Regions from separate parts of the Mus musculus genome. Here region 1 is linked to region 2. A link is a contact called in public promoter capture Hi-C data. All regions are on one chromosome and are shown on one strand. The core of a region is the stretch at or near the end of the contact, and the rest is flanking DNA. Distances in the headings are between cores, read along the strand shown. Region 1 holds the start of Tcaf2 (TRPM8 channel-associated factor 2). Region 2 holds the start of Casp2 (caspase 2).

The links. Capture Hi-C pulls out chosen DNA fragments and counts their contacts.
Region 1: a contact with region 2 is called in a promoter capture Hi-C map of adipose tissue. The contact joins the promoter of Tcaf2 here to the promoter of Casp2 in region 2. A contact is called at or near these places in 4 of 39 promoter capture datasets (the 3T3-L1 cell line, cranial neural crest, liver and 1 more), 2 of 484 Hi-C or Micro-C datasets (both in uterus), 2 of 115 datasets of contacts at active chromatin or transcription factors (astrocytes and fibro-adipogenic progenitors) and 2 of 9 other capture datasets (adipose tissue and liver).

Annotation. Positions count from the first base shown.
Region 1 is chr6:42,643,496-42,650,013 of GRCm38.p6, forward strand. It overlaps Tcaf2 (TRPM8 channel-associated factor 2), which reads right to left and starts at 1,546. Exons shown (of 8, transcript NM_146174.1): 1 at 1,385-1,546.
Region 2 is chr6:42,261,950-42,268,153 of GRCm38.p6, forward strand. Casp2 (caspase 2) reads left to right here and starts at 3,036. Exons shown (of 11, transcript NM_007610.2): 1 at 3,036-3,248; 2 at 5,550-5,700; 3 at 5,945-6,112. The coding sequence starts at 3,175. It overlaps Tmem139 (transmembrane protein 139), which reads left to right and starts at 21. Exons shown (of 3, transcript NM_175408.4): 1 at 21-77; 2 at 1,295-1,556; 3 at 1,779-2,606. The coding sequence starts at 1,312. The coding sequence ends at 2,178.

The DNA.
Region 1 (6,518 bases), core at 296-2,795, 380 kb after region 2:
CAGCAGAGTGAACGGCAGAGAGGAACAAGTCCTGGGGTAGATAAGGAGGTGCAGCTTCCCATAGGATCTGATGAATCAAATGCAGGGACTGACTTGGTGTTTGTTTTATTCTTTCAGACAAAAGGGCCACAATGACCTGTTATAAACTGCGTTAGTTGGGATCGCATGACCTTTCAGAAAGTGCATCATTTCTGACAGCTTTGCTTACCTTGTTGGAAACAGCTTCCAAATGATCAAAGCTGCCTTAGTGGAAACCCCCCATGCCACCCATTTTGACTGCCTGGGAAAGTTCTTTTCAAATTTTTTGGAAGCTGGGTATGCTGAGAGCTGAGCTTACCCTAGTAGCCACTTCAGACTCTCTCTCTAGACCAATCACAGAGGTCCGAGGACCATTGTTTTACAGATTAGACTATAAGTGCTATAGGTACAGTGCGCAATGTGAGTGCCTCTCTCTTTCTTCCCTGTCTCCTTTCCTTGAGTGCGGAGTGTGGCTGGTGATCCACAAGACTTCGCTATTCCCACATCTGAGTAGCTCACCGTAGGGGACCTCCTCCACCTTCGCTCACATGATTGACAGGGCACCCTTTCAATGGCTGTGAGCTGACATCCTAAGAAAATTTTCAGGTACTGGGGGGAGCCATGGGTACTTGCCCAGGGCCTCTCTGAGGTGCGTCCTAGGAGGGTCCCTGGAAGAGTTGAGCTATGTAGCAGACAGATCTAGACAGCTGACACTCCCCCTTGTTGAGTTCTCTCCTTCCATTTTTTTGTTTCTCCCCATGTTCTTCACTTGGGATTTCAGGTAGACTCCCTTGTTCCTCCTGTCTCCTTTGTTCATCCTGTTCATACAAAATGTTAAACAACTCATGTTGCCCATCTCCTTTCATCTATCCGCGTAGTCCAGTCCATTTAGCTCATGGCCATGACCTGGCCTGAATCTGAGGAATGCATCTCCACCTTCCATATCCTTGACTAAGAACTGTATAGAAGAACCCTGTCACTTTTCAGCCACTCCTCTGTGAGGTAAAATGTTCACTGGTGTTGGCATGTCTCTATGTGCCTCACCCCCCCCACTTCATAGCACTGTTCCAGGAAAGTGAACTGTGGGAAATCTGCTTAGGGGTGGAAAAGACAGCAGGTAGATCAGGAATTCCAAGTTCAACGTCTCATGAAGTTTGTTTGAAAAGAAAGTCCTCTGATTTTTCCCAAGTTTGGCAGGAAGAGCAACAAACAAAAACAGTCCCAGCACTCTGAAACTAAATGTGCTTACACGCGCGAGCACACACCTTTTTCAAATTCGTGACTCAAGTTCAGAGAGCAAAGATAAAGGAGTTCTGAGTTAACTAGAAAACTGTTCCAGGCCAATAAAACTAAAAGAAAAACATACCTGTGAGCAGATACACTGTTGGGAACGGCGTCCAGTAGCCTTCTGGCACTTTAAGGATTTCCTCCCAGCGTCGTCTTAGTGCTCGGACACTCAGCCCCACACCGGAACAAACCAGGACAGAAAATTCAGACCACAGAGGTTGCTGCCGGCTGACTGTCGCTGCAGAGGAATGGACTGCAGTATGAATAAGGGTCTTCCATGGGCGGGGCCTCTAGAGGCGGGGCTGCGGAAGGCGGGGCTATAGGAAAGCCCGCTGCCCAAATGAAAGACTTTCTTGAGGGCCGATTTGAGTCTCGAGGGCGGAGCTTCCCAGGGGCGGATCTTTTCCAGGGCGTGGCTATCCCGGGGCAGGGTTAGTTATAGGCGAGGCTGTCCTATTGGATGAGCTACCCAGGGAACTGGTTAGTTGTGGGGCTGTTCCGGATGGGAAGCCCTCTATGAAGCTGGACTATTCCAGTATCTGAGAAGTCCGGATGTACGAGCATCCCCTAACAGTTGCTCTGCCAGACCGGGAATCTGACTCCAACTGGCTTGGTGCTACACCAGTGCCTAATTGCTCTGTTAATATCTCCAAGCTTGGGCTTCAGGGCCTGCCGCCTAGTGGCCATCACTGGCAGTACAGCTGTGGGAATCTGGGGCCAGGAAATCTGGTCCAGGATATTTTCACTGGGCAGAAAACATGACTGTACCATGCAGTTTTTGTTTGTTTGTTTGTTTTTGTTTTTTTTAATCACAATTGCTCTGTAGTACAGCTTGAGGTCAGGCCAGGTGATTCCCCCAGAACTTCTTTTATTGTTGAGAATAGTTTTTGCTATTTTAGGTTTTCTGCTATTCCAGATGAATTTGCAAATTGCCCTTTCTAACTCAGTGAAGAATTGAGTTGGAATTTTGATGGGGATTGCATTGAATCTGTAGATTGCTTTCGGCAGGATAGCCATTTTTACTATATTAATCCCGCCAATCCATGAGCATGGGAGATCTTTCCATCTTCTGAAATCTTCTTCAATTTCTTTCTTCAGAGACTTGAAGTTCTTGTCATACAGATCTTTCACTTAGTTAGAGTCACACCAAGGTATTTTATATTATTTGTGACTATTGTGAAGGGTGTTGTTTCCCTAATTTCTTTCTCATCCTGTTTATCTTTTGTGTAGAGAAAGGACACTGATTTGTTTGAGTTAATTTTATATTCAGCTACTGCGCTGAAGGTGTTTATCAGGTTTAGGAGTTCTCTGGTGGAATTTTTAGGGTCACTTATATATACTATCATATCATCTGCAAATAGTGAAATTTTGACTTCTTTTTTTCCAATTTGTATCCCCTTGATCTCCTTTTGTTGTCGAATTGCTCTGGCTAGGACTTCAAGTACTAGATTGATAGGTAGGGAGAAAGTGAGCAGCCTTGTCTAGACCCTGATTTTAGTGGAATTGCTTCCAGCTTCTCTCCATTTACTTTGATGTTGGCTACTGGTTTGCTGTGGATTGCTTTTATTATGTTTAGGCATGGGACTTGAATTCCTGAACTTTCCATGGCTTTTATCATGAAGGGGTGTTGGATTTTGTCAAATGCTTTCTCAGCATCCAACAAGATGATCATGTGATTTTTGTCTTTGAGTTTCTTTATATAGTGGATTACATTGATGGAGTTCTGTATATTAAACCATCCCTGCATCCCTGGGATGAAGCGTAATTGGTCATGATGGAAGGACAGGTAGAGTAGTGGAATAGTATTGAAGACCCAGAAATGAACCCACAAACCTATGGCCTCCTGATATTTGACAAGGGAGCTAAAACCATCCGTAGGAAAAAAAAGACAGCATTTTCAACAAATGGTGCTGGAACAATTGGCGGTTATCATGTAGAAGAATGCGAATTGATACATTCTTATCTCCTTGTACAAAGCTCAAGTCTAAGTGGATCAAAGAACTCCACATAAAACCAGAGACACTGAAATTTATAGAGAAGAAAGTGGGGAAAAGCTTCGAACATATGGATACAGGGGAAAAATTCCTAAACAGAACAGCAATGGCCTGTACTGTAAGATCAAGAATCGACAAATGGGACCTCATAAAATTGCAAAGATTCTGTAGGGCAAAAGATACTGTAAATAATACAAAAAGGCCACAAACAGATTGGGAAAGAATTTTTACTAATCCTAAATCTGATAGGGGACTAATATCCAATATATACAAAGAGCTCAAGAAGCTGAACTCCAGAAATCTAAATAACCCCATTAAAAATGGGTACAGAGCGAAACAAAGAATTCTCAACTGATGAATACCGAATGGCAGAGAAGCACCTGAAAAAATGTTCAACATCCTTAATCATCAGGGAAATGCAAATCAAAACAACCCTGAGATTCCACCTCACACCAGTCAGAATGGCTAGGATCAAAAATTCAGGTGACAGCAGATGCTGGCGTGGATGTGGAGAAAGACGAACACTCCTCCATTGCTGGTGGGATTGCAGGCTTGTACAACCACTCTGGAAATCAGTCTGGCCGTTCCTCAGAAAACTGGACATAGTACTACCGGTAGATCCAGCAATACCTCTCCTTGGCATATACCCAGAAGATGTTCCAACCGGTAAGAAGAACACATGCTCCACTATGTTCATAGCAGCCCTATTTATAATAGCTAGAAGCTGGAAAGAACCCAGATGTCCCTCAACAGAAGAATGGATACAGAAAATGTGGTACATTTACACAATGGAGTACTACTCAGCTATTTTTAAAAATTTTTTTCCCCTGTGGTCATCTGCCATTTTCCAGAAACTGAACTTTTTTTTATGATTGTTTTATTAGAATGTTTGGTTTGATGGAGTTTGTTTAGTTATTTGTCACCACACTGTGACTATCAAATCTAGAGCTTGCTGGACATTTGGTAAGTGCTTTGCCATTGGACTATATTTGTTCTTTTTGTTTTTTTTTCCCCTTTTTAAAATTAAGGTACTTTCTTCATTCACATCTACAGTGCTATCCCAAAAGTCCCCCACACCCTCCCCCCACCCACTCACTCCCACTTCCCGGCCCTGACGTTCCCCTGCACTGAGGCATATAAAGTCTGCATGACCAATGGGCCTCTCTTTCCAATGATGGCCGACCAGGCCATCCTCTGATACATATGCAGCTAGCACCAGGAGCTCCTGGGGGCACTGGTTAGTTCATATTGCTATTCCACCCATAGGGTTGCAGTTCCCCTCAGCTGCTTGGGCACTCTCTCTAGCTCCTCCATTGGGGGCCCTGTGATACATCCAATAGCTGACTGTGAGCATCCACTTCTGTGTTTGCCAGGCCCCAGCATATTCTCACAAGAGACAGCTATATTAGGGTCCTTTCAGCAAAATCCCACTAGTGTATGCAATGGTGTCAGCGTTTGGAGGTTGATTATGGGATGGATACCCGGATATGGCAGTCTCTAGAAGGTCCACCCCTTCATCTCAGCTCCAAACGTCGTCTCTGCAACTCCCTCCATGGGCTTTCCACTCCCAGTTCTAAGAAGGGGCAAAGCATCCACACCCTGGTCTTCGTTCCTCCTGAGTCTCATGTGCTTCGCAATTGTATCCTATATCTTGGGTATTCTAAGTTTCTGGGCTAATATCCACTTATCAGTGAGTACATTTCATGTGAGTTCTTTTGTGATTGGGTTACCTCACTTAGGTTGATGCCCTCCAGGTCCATCCATTTGCCTAGGAATTTCATAAATTCATTCTTTTTAATAACTCAGTAGTACTCTCCATTTTGTAAATGTACCACATTTTCTTTATCCATTCTTCTGTTGAGGGGCATCTGGGTTCTTTCCAGCTTCTGGCTATTATAAATAAGGTGCTATGAACATAGTGGAGCATGTGTCCTTCTTACCAGTTGGAACATCTGGATATATGCCCAGGAGAGGTATTGCTGGATCTACCGGTAGTACTATGCCTAGTTTTCTGAGGAACAGCCAGACTGATTTCCAGAGTGATTGTACAAGCTTGCAATCCCACCAGCAATGGAGGAGTGTTCCTCTTTCTCCACATCCACGCCAGCATCTGCTGTCACCTGAATTTTTGATCCTAGCCATTCTGACTGGTGTGAGGTGGAATCTCAGGGTTGTTTTGATTTGCATTTCCCTGATGATTAAGGATACTGAACATTCAGTATTCCTCAGTTGAGAATTCTTTGTTTAGCTCTGAGCCCCATTTTTTAATGGGGTTATTTGATTTTCTGGAGTCCACCTTCTTGAGTTCTTTATATATATTGGAGATTAGTCCCCTATCTGATTTAAGATAGGTAAAAATCCTTTCCCAATCTGTTGGTGGCCTTTTTTGTCTTATTGATGGTGTCTTTTGCGTTACAGAAGCTTTGCAATTTTATGAGGTCCCATTTGTCAATTCTCGATCTCACAGCACAAGCCATTGCAGTTCAATTCAGGAATTTTTTCCCTGTGTCCATATCTTCGAGGCCTTTCCCCACTTTCTCCTCTAGGAGTTTCACTGGCTCTGGTTTTATGTGGAGTTCCTTGATCCATTTATATTTTACCTTAGTACAAGGAGATAGGAATGGATCAATTCACATTCTTCTACATGATAATTGCCAGTTGTGCCAGCACCATTTGTTGAAAATGCTGTCTTTTTTCCACTGTATGATTTTTGCTCCCTTGTCAAAGATCAAGTGACCATAAGTGTGTGGGTTCATTTCTGGGTCTTCAATTCTATTCCATTGGTCTACTTGTCTGTCCCTATACCAGTACCATGCAGTTTTTTATCACAATTGCTCTGTAGTACAGCTTTAGGTCAGGCATGGTCATCCCACCAGAGGTTCTTGTATTCTTGAGAAGAGTTTTGGCTACCATAGGTTTTTTGTTATTCCAGATGAATTTGCAGATTGTTCTTTCCAATTCGTTGAAGAATTGGGTTGGAATTTTGATGTGGATTGCATTGAATCTGTAGATTGCTTTTGGCAAGATAGTCATTTTTACAATGTTGATCCTGCCAATCTATGAGCATGGGAGATCTTTCCATCTTCTTAGATCTTCTTTAATTTCTTTCTTCAGAGACTTGATGTTCTTATCATACAGATCTTTCACTTCCTTAGTTAAAGCCAAGGTATTTTATATTATTTGTGACTATTGAGAAGGGTGATGTTTCCTTAATTTCTT
Region 2 (6,204 bases), core at 1,786-4,285:
GGGTGGGGCAAGTAGGCTCCGCCTTCTGTTCCCGGTGTTCCAAGTCTGCCAAGGTTTTCGGCGTCCCGGGGAGACAGGTGAGCCCGAGCTCCTGGGACCTCTACAAGGGGCGGGGCGCAGGCCGTGGGAGTCGGGCTGGTGTGGGCGGAGAGGGTCTGCGAATTCTTGCAACACTGAGTTCAGGAAACTGGCAGGGTGTTTACCTGGTGTGAGCTGTCTTGAGATTGACTGTTGCTGTTTTCTGAGAGAAAAGGTGTCCCTTTTCTTATCAACTCTCCAGCCTCCGTGCTGGCAGGACACTTGAAATCTGAGATGAGTGATTTACAGGAGGAGGCTTAGGTCAGGACTCTACGTGGGGTGTAGAAAAGTCACATTATGACCACTCGTGGTTGCTCTAGGCCTTTCTAAGATTCTTCCCCACTTACTTGGTATCCCTGTGGCCTTGTTGTGTCTGGGTTCACATTTTCCTCCATCCAGAGCATGGGCTGGCTCAACTGTGGCTGACAGCAAACGCTCAGGCTGACTGGTAAGTGATGAGTAGTACTCTTCCTAGAGTCATATTGGGGGCCCTCTGGCTGGGAAGAGAAAAATAGAGGTCTGACCTAACCAGGAAAAGGGCAAAGCTTGGTCCATCATATGGATTCCAGAGATTCCTGTGTGCACTGAGGCCACAGGTGAAGGAACCCCTGAAGGGAGACCCTCACTCCAGTCTCAGGAATCGAGAGCCCAGAAAGTCACAACAGTCAAGCTTGCTGCAAACACACGAGGTTTTAATGGCACACAAACCAGCATGCTGAGGTCGAGACCCATACACCACGCAGGGGTAGAGGAGTCCGACCACGACCCTATTTTCCAGCAGGCTTTATAAGGGGAATTAGGCCATCTGGCCAGGGGCTGGGGCCCATGTTCTCAGGGCAGTCATTATTATTTTTTTATTCTTCACAGGTAAGGTGGCTGGCCCTGGATCCAGCATGGTGTAGTTGGGAGCTAAAACAGAGACTTCAGGGAAGAGAGAGAGAGAGCAAAGAATGCAGGCAGCGCTATGAAACACTACGTTCATCTGTTCATCTGCGAGTTGAGAATCAGAACTGAACTAATTTCCCAGCTTTCCAAAGCAATAACCTATAATAATAGGAGACAATAATGGAGCTGCCAGAGGCCCTGAAGATCATTTGTTTCAGACTGAATTGAACACTGGGAATCCAAATAGAAGAGCATAATACTTTTACTTTGGGGTCTGGCACTACTGCAGTGCTGATCACTAGCTAACACACAACTGTGTGTCTTTCTGCAGGTGCCCTGGGAGGGGCCATGGTGCCAAGACAGTTGTTGGGGAAACTGAAGCAGCCATTTCTCTTCCTGAGCAGTGCCTCCCTCCTCCTGGGGCTGGCTTTACTGGTCATACAGTCTGATGTCGCCCCTGTTGCTTACTTCTTCCTCTGCTTGGCTGGCTTTTGCTTTGTTGCTTGCCTCCTGGCCTGTGTTATGGAACGATGCTCCCGATCGATGCCAAGCTCCAGGCAGACTGAGAATCCAGAGGCCTCAGGCCAAGCGCAGTGAGTCGATGGGAGATGGGCAGGATGACGGGAAGACACGCAAGGCCCTCGTTCCCTCTGTGCCCATCCTTTCTTAAGCATAGACTCTGCTTTCCTCTGTCACTGGTATCATTAAGAGCAATGGTCAGCAGACAATAGAGAGGTCTTTTGCAAGAATGGTGGAACAGAAAAAGGGGGTCTTCTTTCAGGTACCCACTAACGACCATATTTCTTCTCCCACAGAGACAATGGAGCTTTTGAGGTGCCAACCTATGAACAGGCTGTAGAGGTGATGGATTCACAACCACAGAGCCACCTCCAAGAGCTGGAGCAACCACCCCCTTACAGCAGTATCATAATATCCCCAGGAGTTGAGGGGGCACAGCCTAGCCAACCAGACAGTCCCAGCACAGGCAGTCTGAAAAGGCGAGTGGGCTCAGAGGGGACAATGACTGCCAGAGGAAACCCTGGAAGAATTCTTCGACTTAGGGGTCCACGAGTTGTGGCCACTGCTCCTGATCTGCAAAGCATGAGAGTGGCCCCCAAACTGGAGCCTAGTACTCCACCTCCTGCCTATGAAATCAGTTTTGCTCATGCTGATGATGACAGTGTTTTCTATGAAGATAAATGGATACTTCCCTAAGTGGTGCCCTCAGAACCTGTGCACTCATTTGCCCAGCATTTCCTAGTGTCTATTGGATCAGAAACTGGTTTTACCCGGACATCACAATCGAGGCCTTCAAAGCAGCGGGGAGTCGGGCTGTGGCATGTCGTTCACAGATAAATGGCACACCTAGATTCTTCTGGAAACATTCTGGAACCTATCTGATGACCAGTATTTCCAGAGTAAGGTGGAAGATGAGAAAGAGATAAGTTACCAAGAGAAGCTGGAGGGATACCTCTGAGTGACTGCTGTGTTTCTTCTATTGTAGACACCAAGTCTCCCTGAGATTCCTGATGGGGTATTACCTACCAAGATAATGAGAGCTTCTAAGGTTGAGGGGAGCTGAATAGTTTGCACAAGAACGGGATGCTAGTAAAAACATAAAAATAACTCGAATCAAATTCCAATTCCAGTGCCTCCTGTTTTCAATACCAAGCAGGCAATCCGCATTACTTTATAGCCTTGTCAACTGGTAGATAAGAGAATGAGAGGACACTTGTGTAGGAAAAGCGCGACCACGAGCTGCCCCAGCCTGGGAGAAGAGCGCCTCCTAGTGCTTTCCGTCTTCCCTGCATCCTGGCCCTGGAAGTTCAAGGCGAACAAGGATAACAAGGGAAGCCCAGCCCCTTTGGTCTCTTGTAGTTACTTCAGGAGGGGTCGGAGGAACCAGGGGAGGGGGCTGCGGTTTCCGCGGGAATCGATAGCCAATCAGGTCCCCGAGTAGGAGAACCCTCGCTCTTTTCCCGCCCCTTCCCGTTCCTTCTAGCGCCTCCTCTCTTCCCATTGGGCTGTGCGAGCCTCAGCGAGCAGTGTGCGCTTGCGCATGTCCCGGCGTGGGTGGGGCTTGCTGGCGTCGGGCGGAGCCGTGCGCAAGCGCGGCGCGGTGGGAGGCTGGGGGAGGGATGCGGGGGCTGGCGCGGCCCAGCGTTTGTTTGTTTTGTGGGTGGTGCGTGTGCAGCCCGGGAAAAGCTGGAAATGGCGGCGCCGAGCGGGAGGTCGCAGTCCTCCCTGCACAGGAAGGGGCTGATGGCGGCTGACAGGAGGAGCAGGTGAGGAGGGCAGAGGAGGGGAGGCGGCCAGGCGAGCGGCGCGGCTTCTTGGCCTGGTGCCGCGTGTACAGGGGCTGCAGCAGCCTCCCTTTGTCCAGCGCAGAGGAGTCTATGAGAGCGATCTTGTCCGTCCCGCGCTACTTCTCGCCTGCGGCATCTCACCTTTTCCAGAGATGCTCCGGCTTTTCCTTCCAGTTCTTAGCTGAGGACTTAAACTCATTTCTCTTTAAAAACCAGAGACTTCGCAGCTCGGCCTTGGGCGCATTTGACTTGGATTGACTATCTCGTGCCCTGCACTGCTTTCTCATATAATAGATGTTTGTCAGAGAGTTCCACACAGGTTTGGGGGATTTGAATCCTTTGAGAGGATTAGATGGTTCCCGTTTCTCCGCCTCCTCCGTCAGTTTCGATGAAAACATTGCACAGGACGACACAATTTTATTGTTTCCTGTCCAGACCTCTAACATTAATATAGAAACGGGAACTCTTACAGGACACGGAATCAAAGCGTTAGAAACCTCTCGGTGTTCTTTTTCTCCATTCCACTTTTCATGGGTGCCCTAAAATTCCAGGTGACTGGAAACTTCGGGAAAGTTCATATTTTAAGCCTGGTAGTTTGAGATAAAAGGAAGTGGCAGGTGTGCGGAGTAGGTGGAGCCTCAGATAAAACACGGTGACGACTGCTTCGTTAAAAATTCAAGCCTGGGACATAAGAGGATTTAGAACTGGAGTCAGTAAATTGTACCTGAGGATGCAATTGTCTAGAGAAAAGCCCCCTCCCCTTTATTTTTTTGCAAGGGTGTCCTAGTGCAGGGCCAGCATTTAAAGGCTACAAGGCTGTAATCCTGGCATCCTGATGCCTGAGGCAAGAGAATCAGAAACTGAAAATGAGTTTGGTCTCCTGGTCTAGTCCTGTCAAAGAGAATGAGGTGTTGGGGGAGAGGTCAGGTGCCCTCTACAGGAAACCGGAACATGGCTAGCCAACTGAAACTGGAGAGAGCAGTAGAGTGGAAGTCGAGGAAATGAAGCCGCTTAAGAAATGGATCTTCCTAATGACCTAAGAACTCTGCTCTACCATTCATTATATACCTAATGATAAACCCAGCTAACAGCTGCTGTATTCATTTTAATTTAACCAAGGTCCTGTATTTATCCCCATTACTGTGTTGTCTTGTAAGGTGATTCTTAACTGAGGTTTTAAATTCATGTAGAGCATGAATTTTAAAACCTCAGTTAAAATTCTAGTGAATTTTGAAATAGCAGGTACATTCTGAATATTTACTCTGCGTCAATACCTCTTGCTAATGCAGTTTCTCAGGACCCTATTTTTCCATCTAACTGTGGCCTGAAAGGACTTAAAGGAGCCTTTATACAAGGGGCATTCGACCAGTGCGTGGTATTTCAGTGATTGAAGGTGCTTACTTGTGCTCCTATATTTTACCTGCATTGAAATCGGGATTCATCTAAAAATCTCTGATGTATAAAGTCAACTGTTACACTGTCACTCCATTGTCATCAGACTTAAGCATTTTTTCATACTAAATAAGATCAGGGAGATTCATTGGACACATAAAGGATGTATATTGGAAATGGTATTCACCATTCTTGAGCATAAGCAGGTCTCTTTACAAATTTGAGAGGAAAAACTATGGAATCTTTTAAATACATTTATTGCTGGGAACTAAATTACCAAGATAATTTAACCATTGCTTACACTGTCCTTGTGATTACAATTTATACCGTGTTCACCATTAGTATCTACCTTCTGTGGCTTTCACTCAGTTTCACTTACCCATACCTTGTAGGATTTTTGATCACTTTTTAGTATTAGTTTATCATGGAAATGTAAGATATTTTTGATATTTATGTGAGCCATCTAGAGCAAGTGTGTGTGTCTTAGAGATATGGGTGTTAGCTTTAGGTTTTTATTACTTTATTCCTGTCCTAAGATCATTTTCAACTTAGGTTCGATTTCTAAGATAAAAAGTATGTCATGTTTTCTGAACACTAAAGCTTGTCTGTCAGAGAAGTGTTTCTTCTCTTGGATGTGTTTGTGCTTCTTTATATTAATTTGACCAAGTTGGCTCTTTGCTCTCCTAATCAGATCATTATCTCAGATAGTCTGATGCAAACATTCTCTAGAGAATTATACCTTATGTCCTTAGGGTCAGCATATTACTGCATAGTACATTCTGATGTAAAGAGATTTAACAAAATGTGCCTTGTGTGTGCTTTTTATCCACTTCTCTTCTGTGTTCAGGCTTACGCTTGAAAGTCCCTGTGTCTGCCTTCTTTCTGTAGGATTTTGGCAGTGTGTGGAATGCATCCTGACCACCAGGAAACACTGAAAAAGAATCGAGTGGTGCTGGCCAAGCAGCTGCTGCTGAGCGAGCTGTTAGAACACCTCCTAGAGAAGGACATTATCACTTTGGAAATGAGGGAGCTCATCCAGGTATCTGGGTGGGGAAGGCTCCAGGAAGATAAACTGGTCTGAGGCAGGCTTGGAGAAGGGTGTGCTGAGGAAGAGGAATGCCCTTGTCCGGCTTGAGAGTTTGATAGAAAACCTTGTCTGTGCATTCTCACTCTGTAAAGAGGAATTGCAAAGATGAATGAGCACGCTACTCTAGGAACCTCACGTGGAAAAATAGCATTACAGCTAGATAAATATAATTTAGTATTGTTTTCCTGTTCCTTAGGCCAAAGGGGGCAGTTTCAGCCAGAATGTGGAACTCCTCAACCTGCTGCCAAAGAGAGGACCCCAGGCTTTTGATGCCTTCTGTGAAGCCCTGCGGGAGACCAGGCAGGGTCACTTGGAAGACTTACTGCTCACAACCCTCTCAGATATTCAGCACGTACTCCCACCGGTATGAAGCCCTAGGACTGTAGCCTGGGGTGGGTTAGTTTGTCCAGAAAATATATAGAGCAAGGGGTGTGGGAAAGAGAAACTTGATTTTAG